2 separate regions of the Mus musculus genome follow, and region 2 is linked to region 1. A link is a contact called in public promoter capture Hi-C data. All regions are on one chromosome and are shown on one strand. The core of a region is the stretch at or near the end of the contact, and the rest is flanking DNA. Distances in the headings are between cores, read along the strand shown.

Evidence for each region. Promoter capture Hi-C pulls out the DNA fragments that hold promoters and counts their contacts.
Region 2: a promoter capture Hi-C map of neutrophils shows a contact between it and region 1, with 2.3 times the contacts expected there. The contact joins the promoter of Rgs14 here to the promoter of Hk3 in region 1. A contact is called at or near these places in 1 of 39 promoter capture datasets (neutrophils) and 1 of 115 datasets of contacts at active chromatin or transcription factors (memory CD8 T cells).

What each region holds. Positions count from the first base shown.
Region 1 is chr13:55,018,927-55,024,077 of GRCm38.p6, reverse strand. It overlaps Hk3 (hexokinase 3), which reads left to right and starts at 2,693. Exons shown (of 19, transcript NM_001033245.4): 1 at 2,693-2,932; 2 at 4,631-4,750. The coding sequence starts at 4,655.
Region 2 is chr13:55,367,436-55,372,586 of GRCm38.p6, reverse strand. Rgs14 (regulator of G-protein signaling 14) reads right to left here and starts at 2,855. Exons shown (of 15, transcript NM_016758.3): 1 at 2,651-2,855. The coding sequence starts at 2,695.

The DNA.
Region 1 (5,151 bases), core at 1,444-3,943:
TGTACTCCCCCCCCACACACACACATGCACACATCATGTACACAGTAATAAAAAAACAACAAAACCCACCTAAACTTTAGACTCAGAAAAATGGAAAGCTTCCATAAACCAGTTGGGAAAATGGGTTGAGTTTGAACTTGGGTCTGATACCATGTTGATGACTTTGGAAATTTGAGTTTGGGTTGGGCTACTTGCCTGTGAGGCCTTAGATTGAGTTTAGCCCATGGGAGTTGGAGAGAGGAGAAGGGAGGTTGTGAATTGATGGAAAGTTGGTGGTTGCCATTGGGAAGGTGAGACATTGTCGAGACTCTGGAAGAGTCCTGAGAGCCTGTGCACCAGAAGCAGGCTGCTTTCTTGCTGTTTCAATAGTCTGGGAGCTGTTGAGCTTGAGGGAGAGCTCTTCCATTTAGTAAAAGTTAACTGAGACTTACTCCATATTAGAATCCAGAACCTGCTACCAAGTCTCGTAAGGTGGAAGAAACATGAGAGCCCACAGTTGGGTAGGTAAGGTAAACACAGGTGATTTTAATAAATACAGTAGACTGGTTCCCAGCTGGGATCAGAGCGGGGCCTACTTGTTGTGGGGGTCAGGGTTGGGATATGGGAGTCCCACTGTTGCTAACTGAACTTAGATGAAAGGGGAATGGACAAAAGGGATGGAGAGGCCAGGGATATCAGTAGGTCATTGTAGACACATCAATAGGAACAGAGACTCAATGGAAGCAGGGCAGTGCCTGTGAGAGCCATGAGGCCTATCCAAAGCATAAAGAGTATGGAAGATGATCGGGAAGCTGGCTATGGGCATTGTAGGCTGAGAGGAGCATAGCAGGGAGGACCTGGCCTTCCAGCCCAGCGGTGATATCCTGGTTTTGCTGTTTGGCTCTCCCCATTCTACATTCCTTCTGGGTGGCTGCAGGCTGCACTAGGAGGTGTTGAGGGAGCCTTGTCAGGGTTTGACTCTCCTTTGTTGGTTAGTAGCCATCCTGTGTCCTCTTGACCTTCGCTGGCAAGTGCTGTGCCTCTGTTACAGACAGGACTGGACCAAAATGTTCACAGACGTCAAACCCTGGCCTTGACTTAGAAGCTCTCTGGCACTGTGACAACTACAGCCAGGACAACCCACTTCCTGGTGAAATGAAAACGGGACTTTGAGAATCACGGACAAAGAGTCATGAAATAACTTCCAGGAGCATACCCTCATGCTGACTAGAGTCTGCCGCTGTCGTGAATCATAGCTTGGCTTTCGCTTTCAGTTCCATAATCTCCCCCGACTAAATGGAGTTAAGGCACTGGAGCCTCAGACTAAGCATGGTGCTGTGTTGTAGAGCACGGTCAGTTTGCCTTCCCCTACATCATTCTTGACTTCTCTGTCTCTCAAAGCTTGTATGTCTGCTTGGTATCCAGGAAACTGCAGGTAGGGCTGTATTTGCCGTGTTTATAGGTCAGATCACATCAAAGCTGCTACAGGAGCCACCTCTGCTCGCCTGTGTCCTGTGGAGGCCTTCACTAACTGAATAATAGCATGACTGCTAAATAGCAGTCTTGTGCCCACCAATTTGCCTGAGTTCTAACAGGCACTTAGAAGCTGCTTTTGTTAGGCATTGTGTCTGACTACAGCTTGCTCTGCATGGACATGCTAATTACTCAGGGAGTGCCTGTCTCTCTGACCCATCTCTTCCTTCAAGGCTGAAGGCACAAAGTTAGGTCACGTCCTAAACCTCAGTCATTTTGTATTCTGGGACCAGCAAAGTCTCGCAGGATAGCACTTTCCTCTCAAATGACAAGTGTGGTATCCAGACTGGCCTCCTTTGGATGACAGAAGAGCTTGTCAGACTACCTTGCAGGATAAGAGCTGAGAGTGAGGGGGTGGAAGCACACCTGGATCAATACTGCTAACTTATGTGTATCTCTTGACTCTGCCCCACTCCTTCACTGTTTGAGCATAAAGCTCTTCTAAGTACCCTGCAGAGAGTCCTGGAGGTCACTGGACCCCTTTATCTGTCCCTCTTCCAAACACACACTGCTTTTCATTATTATTCATTTCTTTAGTTGATATATTGGGGGTAGCTGAACACACACACACACACACACACACACACACACACACACACACACATGCTTAGTTCCCCAAGACTGTATTTCAGGAAAACAGTTAAGTGGAAAAGCAGTGTAGTGGCCAGTAGAGTAGCTCCACAGAAGCTTAAGAACTCTATCTTCCACAAGAGAAGACCCCCAGGCAAACCTCTTGCCCCATCTTGCCTTACGGACTCTTTAGACTTCTCGGCCTGGCAGTTACTTCTTCCGCCATGTATCTCAACTACGGGCATTCTCATTAGGTCCTGAGAGCTATACCTGATTCTATCACACACACACACACACACACACACACGCACGCACGACTCTTGACTGCATACATGCTCTCTTCTTTGTGAAAGGACTTCACCAACTTGCCCTGCCCACTCTCCTGCAGTCATGATGGCCCTTCCTCTTAGGCTCCTACATTGCTTCTTACACAGTTCTGCTTACTACATTTTGACACGTTGCCTAGTTCAACCACAAATTTCTAGGCTGGTCTCCGCTTCTTTCCAAGGAACTTGGCACTTGAAAACTTTGTGTATAACACGAACAGCGCTCCTAGCGCTGCTGAGAGAATATTTTGGAGTTCTTAACCTCGTTGGGCCTTCAACTTCCTGTGGTCATCTGGCTTGTTTGTACCATGGCCCTGCCCATTCTGGGCTCCGTTGAGAGCAGATTTGTAGGGAAGTGCCCTTTCCTGAATTAGCAGATTTCGGTTAAGTGGCTACAGAGGAAGGTGGAGCTTGGGGAGCTGACCCAGAGTTTTCACTTTTGAGTTTAGTCCAGTATCACTGTGGTCATATTTGGGAGAAGAGCTGAGCCCCCGAGGAAGGTGATCAACTTCTGAATCTCCCAGGTAAGCACTTCCTCTAATTCCTGCAGGCCTCGTCTCAAGCCCTCGGCTTATCCTATGGCTAATGGAGGTTAGCAAGACTGTGCTATGAGTTCTCACTGGTGACGGTGGTGCCCAGCCTCAGGACCGGTCTCTAGAATACCATTCAAAAGCAGCACTTTGGAACCATGTCTGATTCAGATGAGAAAAGTCAAGAAGCTCTTAATTCAAACATGTGTAGACTTTCGACTTGTTTCTGGTGACAGTGGAATGGAGACATGCCCCTCACTGGAAGAAGAGAGAGGTCCAAATGTATGAACCTAGAGTTTAAATCCTAGGGTTCCTTGCAGGAAACCTCATCGTCTGGCACGTGCGGAGTAAATGTTGAGTGTGCGAGCAGGTAAGTATGTGAATGATTGTGTTAGCTGGGCCTTGAACGAAGATAGTTGCGTCAGTTACCTTATTTTATCCTTTAACAGACTACTGGAATGTATGTTCTCTTCTGACAGATTGGAAACTAAGTGGTGATACACACACACACACACACACACACACACACACACACACATATAATTTAGGGGAGAGTTGTCAGAAACAAATTTCTTGCTTTACCAAATCTACTGCCTCCTTTTGAGACAGGGTCTCACTATGTGGCCCAGGTTGTCCTCAAACTCCTGATACTCCTGCCTCAGTCAACCAAGTGCTATGTTTACAGGCACGAGCACCAGGTCTAAATTTGCCCAACCCTGTCCCGGAATTGAAGTGCAGAGGTGACTCAGACATCACAAGGTTATGAGGCTAGCCCTTCAGAAATGGGGACCAACTTAAGTGAAAACTAAAAAGCAGATGACAGGGAGTCAGCATGTGTGGAGTTCAGAAGCTCAAGGAGTAGCAAGAGGAAGCTTGGGGTGAGGGCAAATGAGGATCCTGCAGTAGTACCACAGAGTTTGGCTCCATCTGTGGGAGGAGCCATGACAGCGTGAGCCGGGCTAGATTCAACCTGCGGAAGCAGAAATATCAGGAGACTCCTGGAATAGTCAGTAGTTGTGGGGACAAGAAAGAGAGGACAGGCATTAAAGTTCTTTCTCAGAGCCCCAGCTAGGGGCTAAGTGACTGTTCCCTTCTAAGCAAAACTCTTGATGCTTCTGGCCAAGTTGAGGGCAGATTTGTGGAAGGCTAGTGGAGAAAGGAATCTGCCTTTGTTGTGTTCAAGGGACCGCTACACTGCCATGGTGTGATCTAACAGACTGCTAGGATTGGCATTTGGATTAGGTCAGTGCCTGACTTGGAAGCTCCGACACACGAGTTTTAATGGTGAAATGGACTGAGTGTAGAGGAAGGCAGAAAGTTGTCCTTGGAGGCTTGGAAACCGTCCTATGTATTTAAAGGCAGAGGAGAAGAGTTACTTACTGATGAAGACCCAGGAAGACTGGGTCATGATAGACTGTCTGCAGGGGCCAAGGAAAGAAAGAATGCAGGAGCAGAGGGTCTCCAGAGGCTTAGGACTGGGCGGGAGGGGAAACATCGTCACACACACTTCTCAAAAACACCTGCCTCCTGGTGGATTGCTAAGGATTCTTTACTGGTCAGAAGTTTTTGGTTCTGTTTACAACTCCATTCTTCGTTCCTTCTGGAAGGAAAGAAGTTGTGAGTTTGAGTTATTGCCTCTTGGAGCCTGTAGACTAACCAGTCTTGAATCCAGTTAACCCTTCTCTCCTATAGGTAGTCAATACCCATTGTGGAAACATGGCCACCATTGGGCCTTCTGGCCTGCATCCTGGAGAAAGAGCCTCAGTCTGCCCACACGAGGGCGTGCCAAGGCCCTCAGGTAGCTTAGAACTGGTAAGCAGAGCACTGGGTACCAATTCTGTGTTTGTTTAAGGCTATCCAGGATAGAATGAGTAGAGATGTGGGTTGCTGGGCTCACACCCTTGTGGCCTCTTTCCAGTCTTCTAAGCTATTAATCTCCATTGTGATGTCTCTTCTCTTTGAGACTCCAAAAAACTGCAAGGTGTGGATTGGTTTGGGGGCAGGGCTTAGAGGTGTAAAGTGACCTGAGTTTCAGATGTAAGAGTTTGCACTGAAGATTGTCACCTGTAAATGTGCCTCTCTTGTCAGCTTGCCACACAGATGCTGGACCAGCCCTACAAGGGCTGATGTATCGAGAATGGACCCTCTCCATTTTCTTCAAAAATAAAATAAGCTTATACTTTCACTATCAATTACACTTTTACAGACTTATC
Region 2 (5,151 bases), core at 1,606-4,105, 350 kb before region 1:
CACTTCCTGGGTGCCTTCCCAGAGGTGAGCATGTGACCTGTGGTCTTGTTTCACTCTGTGGATGTCTATAACTATACAACCCTAGGTACCGGATCACTTCAGCCTGAGCCAGCTCTGTAGAGCTTTCTCCACCACATGCCCTTCTACAATGTACCCCCCGCACTGCCATCCCTGACCCTGAGTTGGACACCAGGAGCGTACAGGCACATGGATCTACTCAGGTCTCTTTGCCAGAGTGTGTCAGAGGACCAACTCTGAGTGTCCAGAAAGAGAACTATGACTAACCCAAAGTTAAACTCACAGACTCCCTTGGGGCATAGCCCTCCACCACCTCTGTACGTTTTCCTATGTGCAAGTATCCCCCCAGACCACTGCCCCTGTAGCTTGTATGTGTTTTAAAGACCATCTTCTACAGTGTTAGATGTTAATGGAGAAGATGGTTTTCCTTATGAGGCTCTTCTCAGCCTTTCCCCACTCCTGACCTACAGCTCTTCCAAACCAGAAGTGTGTTTCAGTACTCTTCACTCATGTCTGTCATGCCTCGCTGACTAGTGCTAACTGGGGACTGGGACCTGGGTCTTAAGGGCTCAGGGTGGGACGACCCAGAGGAGCCCCTGAGTGAATGCACAAGCCAAGTGACAGCTGGTACCAAGAGACGATTTCTCTGGGAGGGGTTAGGAGCCTCTCTAAGTGACAGCTGACTGCCAGAAGGATGAGGCTCATGATTGACAGCGCCTCAGCAAGGAATGGTGGGGGATGGAAAGGAACCAAAGCAGGACAGTGCTGGGGGGGGGGGGACTCAGCGGGTGTGTGCAAATGGTGACCCTTCTGCTCTACAGCATATTGGTTTTGCTCCTCCAAGCCTCCCCCGTGAGATAACAGCCGGACACCTTGCCCACAGGCCCCTCTTCGTTCACATCTACACCATCGTTGCCAATGCCTGTCTTCCCATCTCTGCCCCAGCCAAGTATGGCCTCACAAAGCTGCCCATTGTCCAGCAAGTGGACATCTGTGAACCATGAGGTTTCAGGGGTCATACAGAGGATTCAAAACGGATCCAAACAGGACAGAAATAAACATATGGGACAATTGCCGAGAGGATCTAGGGCAGCTGTGGGCTTGGCAGGACTCAGCTTGTACTGTCCTCTTTATTCTGAATGACTTGGATAGAGAAGCCACCAGCTGACACAGGAAGGACAAGCTGGGTCTATCTCCAGCCCTCTCAGCTGGTGTGTGGTTCTGGGTTCTGTCCCAGAAGCATCAATCCAGCTATTCTTTGCGGGGAGGGCCTGGGCTATTTCTCCTTGGCCCTGTGGCCAAGTCACCTAGAGAGGAGCAAGCCAAGTGCCATGCCCACCCAGCGTGGGTGCAGGGGGATGGGCTCTCCACAGACTTTCTAAGTTGGGTTGGTGGTAGAGGAAGTAGGGTGGGGGCTGAGCCAACTTTTGGAATTGGTCTCCCTTCCACCCAAACAGCATGGGGCGTCAGCAAAGGGCTTCCCGACAAAACATGAGAACTAACCTTGGGAACTGGAAGGCAGAGGTGGGAACTGTTTAATGAGATAGAAGATTCTTAAAGAGGGGATGAAAGTACAGGGGTTATCAGGATAACCCTTCCGTAGCCTTTACAATGCTCAAGTGTCTCATATTCATTATGGCACTCAGCAAACAGGACATTGATCAGTTTCTATTTCATTTTACTGATGACGAAACAGGACAGGATCTTTCTTGGGAAAAGACAGCAGAGCTAGAACTGGATCCCAGGTCTCTCTCTCTGGATCCCAGGTTATTCTGGACCCACTGGCTTTATCCCATGGTTCTAGGCTGGGGCCTTAAGATAGAGGTTACCAGGACACTGTTTGGTCCCCCTGGAGTGATCCTGCTAGGTGAGCCAGGTCCCTAAGGAGAAAAGGGAGGCTCAACACAGCCTGTCCTATTTGGTGAATGAAAGAAGAGCCAGAAACTTGGAGACAACTCTAGTCAGGAGTTAAACAGCCTGGAGAAGGTCTAATGGGTTAGGGCTGCAACCAGGGCATCCTATACTAAGTTGCACGCACACACACACACACACACACACACACACATACACACACACACACCCTTCCTGGAAGCTAGGAATAGACCAGACAGAGCTGATCTTCCTGTCCTGCCCTTACTGACCCGTCCTGGGCTGCCCAAAGAACACTAGTTCTGGCAGGCTGCCTCTGGAGCAGGTTGATGCAGTGATCCAGCAAGGGCTGCTCTTAAAACCTTATCTTGGGCACTTAGAGCGTGAGATGAAGAGAGGAGGGCTGAGGGCCTGAGACATAGGGCTTGAGAAGTTTTAGAAGTGACCACTGGATCTCCAGGCTACTCTGTAATCAACTTCAGTAATCCCAGTAGCGGATGAGGGAGCAGCGAGTCCAACCTGCATGTGGAACCAGAGACCTAAGTCTGCTGTGTTCTGGACTAATCCCTGGGGTTGCACCAGACTCCTAGCAGGGCATCTGGAAGGGTCCTAGGGTGACAGCACCAGGTCCCAATGCCAGCAGCTGTCTGTACCCAACTTCTCCAGCCTGCTCCTCTGCAACCCTGCTGGGTGTGCCTCCTGGACTCCACCCTGGGTGTGCCCACCCCCCTCCCTGTGGCTCTGGCTCAGAGCCCACACTCACCATGCGCCCGTTGGGGACACCCAAGTGCTTGGGCTTCCCTGGCATACCGCCGTTGATCACAGGTCCCCTCCACGGGGGGCCACCCACCACAAGGATCGCGGAAGCACTCTCTTGGGGTGGCAAGCAGGCAGTGGAGAGAGAGAGCTCTGCTCCTCCGGGCCCTTACATCCTGAAACACCAGCTCACTACCTCTTTTCTCTGCCACAGGAAGTGTCTCTATAGAAACCAAACCACAGAAAGAAGCAAGGTCTAAGAGAGCGAATGTCTCTTCCTACTCTCATACACACACACACACACACACACACACACACACACACACACGTTCATGCACACACACATGCCGCCAACGCACCCTCGGTTGCACACCATGCAAGCACCAACAGCCAGCAGGAGCCTCCTTTTGCCCAGCGAGGTACCTGGAGTGTTCAATCTGAAGGCTCCAAGGATGTGTCAGCATGCTGAAGTGCATGCTCATACAACTAGACACTTGTGGAGCAGACAGTCTGGGGGGGGGTTCCATGGACATGGGGCATGTGTTCCGAGTCCTAGGCATCCACAAAAGTGCATTGTTCACTACTCATTTACCTTCTATGTCCCAGGCTTATGCATGCTTAGCAACCCTAGCTCAGGCAGTTTGCATGCGGAGACTGCTGCCCCTAGGCTGTCATCTGATAGCCAGGTGAGCAAAGAGGTAATCACATCACCTGTGTGACCATGCATGTGGGCATGCTGTGTCACGAGGGCACCTGAATCTTCAGGCATACACACTCGAATCTGGGCAGGGTAGCACATGTATGTAATGCCAGCCCTTGTGAGGCAGAGGCAGGAATAACAGTTTGAGGTCAGACTTAGTTACAGGAAACTCAATCTGGATCTATACTATGTCTGTATCTATATCTAAATGTAAACAAAATAAGATAGATAGTGTATAGTGCCTTGGATGGGTGCATATGATAGGCATGCCTATGTATAGTCAGACACCCCAGGGGCTGGGTATGCACACATGCACTGAAGGGTAGGAGAATGGATTGGGTATATCCATACCAAAGAGGTAAAGTAAGCCATACTCAGTAGAAAGCCCACCTCTGTGCAGAACTGTCTTAGCTCAGACTCCAAAAAGCAGGTGGAGCTCTTTGAGTGCAAGGCCAGCCTCATTTACATATCAGCCAGGACTACATAACGATACCTGGTCAACAAACAAACAAACAAAGGAAAACAAACCGGGCTGTAGAGATGGCTCAGTGGTTAAGAGCACTGGCTACTCTTCCAGAGTTCCATTCCTGGTCACCACATGGTAGTTCACAACTGCTCCTGACTTCAGTTCCAGAGGACCAGATGCCCTCTTCTGGCCTCTGAGGGTACCAGGTATGCAGATGGTATACAGACACCCAGGCAGGCAAAACGGTCATACACATAAAAATAGTTTTTAAATTATTAAGAAAAAAAAATGCCATGTGCTGGGTGGCCGGGACAACAGACGCTCAGTTCTCACCATTCCGGAGGTGGCACGTCCAGGCTCAAGCCCTGACACACTTGTGCTCTGACGAGTCATGGCTTGCAGACGGCCATCTTTTTGCTGTGCCCACGTGTCAGAAAGCAGAGAGATAGGGAGCATACTGTCTCCTGTCCTGTTTTATAAAGGACACTTGTCTCATCATATCCGGTCCCTCTCCTGCGTGATATACTTTCCGACCAAAGGCTCCACCTCCAACATTTCTGAATATTAATAAAATGAGTGGTTAGCCTTTCAATATGTGTAAAGGGAAGCATTCTTTGAAAAAGTTTGTTCCTGGGCTGGAGAGATGGCTAAGTGGTTAAGAGCACTGACTGCTCTTCCAGAGGTCCTGAGTTCAATTTCTAGCAACCACATGGTGGCTCACAACCATCAGTAATGGTGTCTGATGCCCTCTTCTGGTGTGTCTGAAGACAACAATGGTGATGCACTCATATGCATAAAATAAGTAAATCTGAAAGAAAGAAAGAAAGAAAGAAAGAAAGAAAGAAAGAAAGAAAGAAAGAAAGAAAGAGAGGGGGGGGAGAAGGAAAGAGCGAACGAACAAAAGAAAGAGTTTGTTCCCTAATTAGCTTACTGTATGTAGGCACATGATCATGCTGTGGCCCAGAGGCCAGAGGATAACTTTTAGGACTTGGTTCTCTCCTCTCACTACCTGGGTCCCAGGGATAAAATGCAGAGACCATCAGGCTTAATAGCCTAAGGACGGGTGCCCTGGCTGGATATAGAAGATGGTAAGACCCTAGAGGATCTTGGAGCCACAAGAGGAGAGAAGCAGGGTCTATGCTCTGGTGCATGGGGGTGCGACATCCATCAATCTGGATCACCGGCTTTGGATGATTCAAAGAGCCCTCAGAGGTGACCGTGGTACCAGTGTCCATACCAGAGTCCATCTGTTATATAGCAGCGACCACAACTGTAGTTTATTTATCTCTTTCTGGATACTTTGTTCCTGCCCCCCCCCACACACACACACATAGGGAGGAAT